Regions from separate parts of the Arachis hypogaea genome. Here region 2 is linked to region 1. A link is a contact called in public Hi-C data. All regions are on one chromosome and are shown on one strand. The core of a region is the stretch at or near the end of the contact, and the rest is flanking DNA. Distances in the headings are between cores, read along the strand shown.

Region 1 (2,878 bases), core at 153-2,652:
ATTTATCTCACCATTTTTTTTAATTGTCTTGTGAATCATTGAGTTATCAATACGATAACTTCTCTATTACTAACTCATTTTAATTTACAAATGGTTGCCACCATCGTTATATTACACATTAGATCTAAAATAATTTGTTCACTTAATCGATTTAAATTTTATTCTACTAAATTAGAACTGGTAAAACTATTATATACTAATTGTATCTTTTTCTCAAGACTTATATTTGCTGGAATTGGTCATAGATAGTAATTTCTGAGTTTTGAATAATTTTGATTTTTGAAGGACATTTTATTAACCTGTAAACATATTGTGTTGATAGTCGTCTTTTCCTAATTTATTATTTTAAGTTTTATTCTATGCTTGATTATGTCAAGACTTTAAAATTTGTATATAGATTTTTTTACGAGTTTATTTTATTTATGTCTATGTTTAATTCTTTATAACTGATTTTTCATATCATCTAAAATCGTATTAATATAATTATGCTTTTTCTAAGACTTTTTTTATTTACATTGCCTTCCAAACTACTATCCTTATAAAGGGTAATTTCTAATTTCCAGTCTTGGACAATTTGTAGTTTTATAATTTTTTTAAGGTTTAATTATTTTGTTGGTCTTTATAGTTTTTTAAAATTTTTAATTATATTTTTATACTTTTTTTTCTTTTAATTGGGTTATTGCACTAATTTTTTTTAATTAGGTCCCTCTTAGCAGTAATTGACTTAATTTTATAGGGACCTAACTAAAAAAAATTTGGTGCTGAGACCCAAATAAAAGAAAAAAAATATAGGGACTCAATTAAAAAAAAATTAGTCCAAAGACTCAATTAAAAGAAAAAAAAAGTATATGAACCTAATTAAAAATTTCGTAAAACTATAAGAACTAAGAGAGTAATTAAACTTTTTTCTAAAAAAGTATTGTGATTTTAATTTATTATTTGATCTGTACTAATTTTTTAAGTAGTATTTATTTTTGTTAAGGGACAAAACTCTCTTTTAAAGTCTTGTAAGTAATTATTAAATCAATCAAAGAAATATATATTAATTTTTTTTAGATATTTATAATATAATTCTCTTATTTTTATAGTTTTTTTTATATATCTAGTAAAATATCAGTTTCTTAAATTTTTATTATATTTTGTATTAAAATTTTTACTAATTTATTATTTACTTATTTTAAAAGATTTTTCTTTTATTATATCTAAAACGTGAGAGACTATAAGTGAATAATTAATTTTTACTCTAGACATAAAGATTGTTATACTAGGTCTAATATTATTTATTTTTATTTTTTATTTTTTATTTTTTACTATAGTAACTTGATATTCTTTCATATTGAACTCTATGCATCCTTAGCCTAATATTCTTTTATATATATGTCCCTTGTGGATGGCGGATGCGATGCTATGGAAGGCATGACCATGACATGTATGTAGAAATTGAGGGGAGGGAGAGAGGAGATAGAGAAAGAGAGATGTTGGGGGGGGGGGGGGGTGGGCAGTAATGGAAATTGATGCAAAAGAAAGTAAATTTATTTGGGTGTTATATGTAATATAATTAAAATAAAATAAAAAAAGAAAAAAATGTAATGTAATGTAATGACTAATGAGCAATGAGGGTGTTGGTGTTGCTGTGTTCAATTCATTTTGTTCTGTTGGATACATACATTGGTTGATCATCTCATCTCATTTCATCATCGTTATCAATTTAATTTCGGACCTTCTCTTTTTCTCTTTTTCTCTTCTCAGCTTCCCCAGCTACCTCCCAAACCCCCACTGCACCCTCAAACGGACGATCCGAAGATAAATCATCTCTCTCTCTCTCTCTCTCCAACAAACACTAATAATCATCACTCACCTCTTCTTCTTCCTCCTCCTCCTCCTTCTTCTTCTTCAGTAAATAAATTAGTAAGATAATATCTTTAACCTTTTTCTCTATCTCTTTTTCACCAATCTCTCTCTCTCTCTCTCTCTCTCTCTTTCCATATATACATATTTTATTTATTTTTCTCCCTTTGTGGGGTTTTAAAGTAACCTCTATTTTTGACGATCTTCAGGATCAGCTTGATCTTATGTCAATGGAAAATTTGTTACATTAAAACCCAGGTACGTCTTCCCTAACATGCTCTTATGTTTCATTTCTCTCTCTCTTTCTCTTGTTGTTAGTTTAGTATAGTTTTTTTTTTGTTGGGGGACACAGATTCACTGATAAACCTGAAAGCTGAAAAAAAGGAGGAAGCTTTTTTACATCTAGGGAAGTGGGTTGGGGGTGTGTGTGCGTCTTCTTTTTTCCGTGATCATGGCTGTTGCTGAGAATGCTGGGGCCAAAATCGGTTCTTCCAGTCAAAATTTGGACAACAGTGTTGTCTCATCGGACACCACTGAGATGGAGAAATCAAAGGCAAGGTCCGGCGGCGGCGGCGGCGGCGGCGGAGGTGGAGGTGCTGTCAACGGTGGTGGTGGTGATCAGAATCTGAACGGTGTATTCAACCAAGATAGAGGTGCAAACACTGTTGTGTCAGTCCCTAACGGTAATTACAAGGCTCAGGTGGGTCAGATTCGAAATGGGTTTGATGGAAACGGTGTCCAGGGTCAACAGATGGTGGTCAACAATGATGGGTATGTTGGGATTAATGCGGTAAGGAATGGGGAGAACTGTGGTGAGAGTTATAAGAGGGAGATGAGGGATTTGGAGGAGCTTCTGTCAAAGTTGAACCCCATGGCTGAGGAGTTTGTGCCGCCGTCGCTCGCCAACAGTCACGGTTACTTGGCTGGTCCTGGTGGTGCTGCTGGTTTTGGATTCGCCAACAATTTTGTGCTCCACAATAATTATGGCAATGCTAATGGCCAGACTAACAGAAGGGTATGAACTTGGAAG
Region 2 (2,878 bases), core at 197-2,696, 290 kb before region 1:
GTATTGGATATGTTTTTATTTTCTTTTTTCTTTTTATGGATGCTTGACAATCTATGTTTTAAATTTGCTAAATAATAGGTTTTCTTTTCATTCTGAGTCCTTTTAATCCCGTGTAATTTGTACGGGTACTCTTGCCAGTAAATCTAAACTTTATGTTTTCTTTAATAGGAATTGTCTATGGTGGAGAAAATACAAATGGGTTCTTTAAAATCATGGTGGAATATTTTATTTGTAGTTGTTATTTATTCTTGGTACAATTTTATTAATTTATATTAATAACTAACCAAAAGGTCAAATTAAAATTTTTAAATTGCTAAATGATCCCCGTCATTTAGATATTGACAGTAGACCCTGTTATTCTTATATCCTTTGCATCTCATTTTAGTATTGGATCATCGCAGGAAAGATCCAACCTCATAGATCCGCATCATGAAGCTCCATCCACTGCTCGATCTTGGTAGTGTAGTCGCTACCACGCCACCGCTTGTGATCTATGAATGATGCCGCGCCGGTGTTAAAGTAGCAGGACCTTTGGAGTTAAGGTAGACAATGTGGCGGCGGACGTAGGCAGAGAGGAGGGTGGTGAGATAGTTAGGACGCAATTGAGGAGGAAGTCGAGGGCGGAGTGGATGGGGATGAGGCCAGCGATGGAGGCATAGTGGAAGGGTATGTTATGTTTAATGGATCGTCTCTCTTGTGCACTCACCAACAGTAGCGAGCAAGTAGCTAAACGTGAGGAAGGTGAGCAATGAGTAAGGGCTAAAGAAAATATAGAAGAGAGAATTTGATGAAAAGTAACCGATAGAAAATTCATTCACAATTGATTAAAGAATTAAATTATGCATGATTTTACGTACTGAAATATATACTAGTTAAGGTAGGGACTCAGTCAAAGCACCAAGAATCAAGAATTCTTCTAACAAACTTAGCCACTAAATCTTAACAACTACTACCACTGATATCTAACTAATCTTTATTATATTTTTTTTAACACAGCAAATTCAACCGTTATAATGAGATGCAAATTTTGATGCAAATTTTCAACGGAAAGAGTTATGGTGAGATAAGAGAAGGAGAAAAAACGGGTAATATTGAGGAACAAGATCGAACAGGAAGCAATACAAAAAAAAAAATTCTTAGTATGAGGGCTGAATAACCGAAATAATGCTCAATTACAAAATTTCAATAGAGTCCCAAATTTTTTTACAATTCAAAAAATACCCAGATTCTTTAAGGATCAGAAGATAATTCCAAAAAAATACATGACATACCTGAAATTTTTTCCTGTATTATAATTTGAAAAACTATTTTTCGATTGTTTTTTGTCCGACTATTTTTCGATTTGTTTTGTCAACTTTACAATTGTTTGGGCCAAGGTGTGTAAGCCCAAATCCGTAATCCATAAATTGACCCGGCCGGTTTTAATAAAAATCGGTGAACCGGAAGGTTTGAGAAATCCGGACCGGTTCAATTTTCAAAAAAAAAAAAAAAAGATAACCCTAATCCCAGCGAAGGATCCCCTCCCCAACCCACGCTCTTACTCTCTCGCTCTGAAACAGATCTAAAACGGGCGAGCTCAACGCGGCGCCACAACCTTCTCACTCTCGCAGAGCCGCTGTCGCCGACACCGCACGGTGGCCGTCTCGTTGCCGAATCCGCTACGTTTGCCAGCTCCTGCTCCTTCACTGCTGTCGCGTCGTCTGTACCTCAGTCCACATCTGACGCCTCCGTCCGCGTCGCGTCGTCCCTGCGCCTTCCCTGCGTCAGCCAGCTCCTGCGCCTTCACTGCCTCTCGTTGTTCGTGTACGTCTCTCATCGTCGTCGTCGCGTCTTCATCCGACGCGGCTCGCCGGCGCTGCTGCCTCCCCCTCGCCGCTCTCTGCTTCGCCGTGCTTGCTCTCTCTCTTCTCTGCCCGCGTTCTGCCTTCACATCATCAGGTAAGCTTTTTAATTTTTTTAAGTTATTCAGTTGCTGGATTATAATCTTTTTAACTGATTAATTGATTAACTGATGTTGGATTAACTGATTCAGTTGATCTTGATTGTTGTTGATTATAATTTGTCGATTCTTGGCAGATCATTCCAATTTTGTTTTTACAGTGTAATATATGTAGTGTAGTGGTTGATTGATGCCTTTTTGTTCTTTCTGATTTTTGGTGTTTAGGGTTGATTTGTTTCTGTTTTAATATCATTATGGTGAATTGAGGTGCTGTTTTTATATTGTTGGTGCTGTTTTTTATATTATTCTGTGAATTTATATTGTTGGATAGTGGATTGGTTCTGTGAATTGAGCTGTAGTGGATAGGTTATGTGAATTTATATTGTTCTGCTCATGTTTATTCTGTTGCATAATCTGTGGTGGCATGGTTTTGTTTGCAGGGGTTTAAACTATAAGTATTTGGCACTTCTCAGGTTCTAAGCTTTTCGTCTAAAGGTTCAAACTTTTGAAACTCTATTGCTTTCTTCTATCCCCTTTATTTGCAGCGGACGACTTTGACAAATAATAATTTGGCAGAATTAGTTCATATTCTGTGCACGAAGGACTTATGATCATATGCTATTGAAAGTTCTAGTCATAATTGTCTTTTATGGGAAATGTTAAAAACAAGGCTCAAATTAGTTATTTTTAGAAATTGAGACGTTTGTTGTTAAAATGTTAGTGATAATATGTATTTCAAATTTTAATTTTAAGTTTATGACTATTTTATATATTTTATTTACGTGGAACCGAGTCAACTAGTTCAAGTAGTGATCCACCGGTTGAACCAGTGACCCAATGATCTAGTAACTTGACCGGTTTGATCACCGGTACGGTTCTGTCAACTATGCTCTAGGCTCTCTCTTCTGACTTCCTTCTCTATAGATTTCGAAAGGATCT

The links. A called contact is a pair of places that touch in the nucleus more often than the background predicts.
Region 2: a contact with region 1 is called in a Hi-C map of an unstated tissue, with 5 times the contacts expected there. The contact joins the promoter of LOC112786933 here to the promoter of LOC112782496 in region 1. A contact is called at or near these places in 3 of 8 Hi-C or Micro-C datasets (leaf and an unstated tissue).

Annotation. Positions count from the first base shown.
Region 1 is chr20:93,345,604-93,348,481 of arahy.Tifrunner.gnm2.J5K5, reverse strand. LOC112782496 (polyadenylate-binding protein-interacting protein 12) reads left to right here and starts at 1,402. Exons shown (of 12, transcript XM_025824903.3): 1 at 1,402-1,908; 2 at 2,058-2,106; 3 at 2,201-2,863. The coding sequence starts at 2,300.
Region 2 is chr20:93,632,055-93,634,932 of arahy.Tifrunner.gnm2.J5K5, reverse strand. LOC112786933 (protein EMBRYO SAC DEVELOPMENT ARREST 30) reads left to right here and starts at 1,446. Exons shown (of 12, transcript XM_025830306.3): 1 at 1,446-1,938; 2 at 2,380-2,434.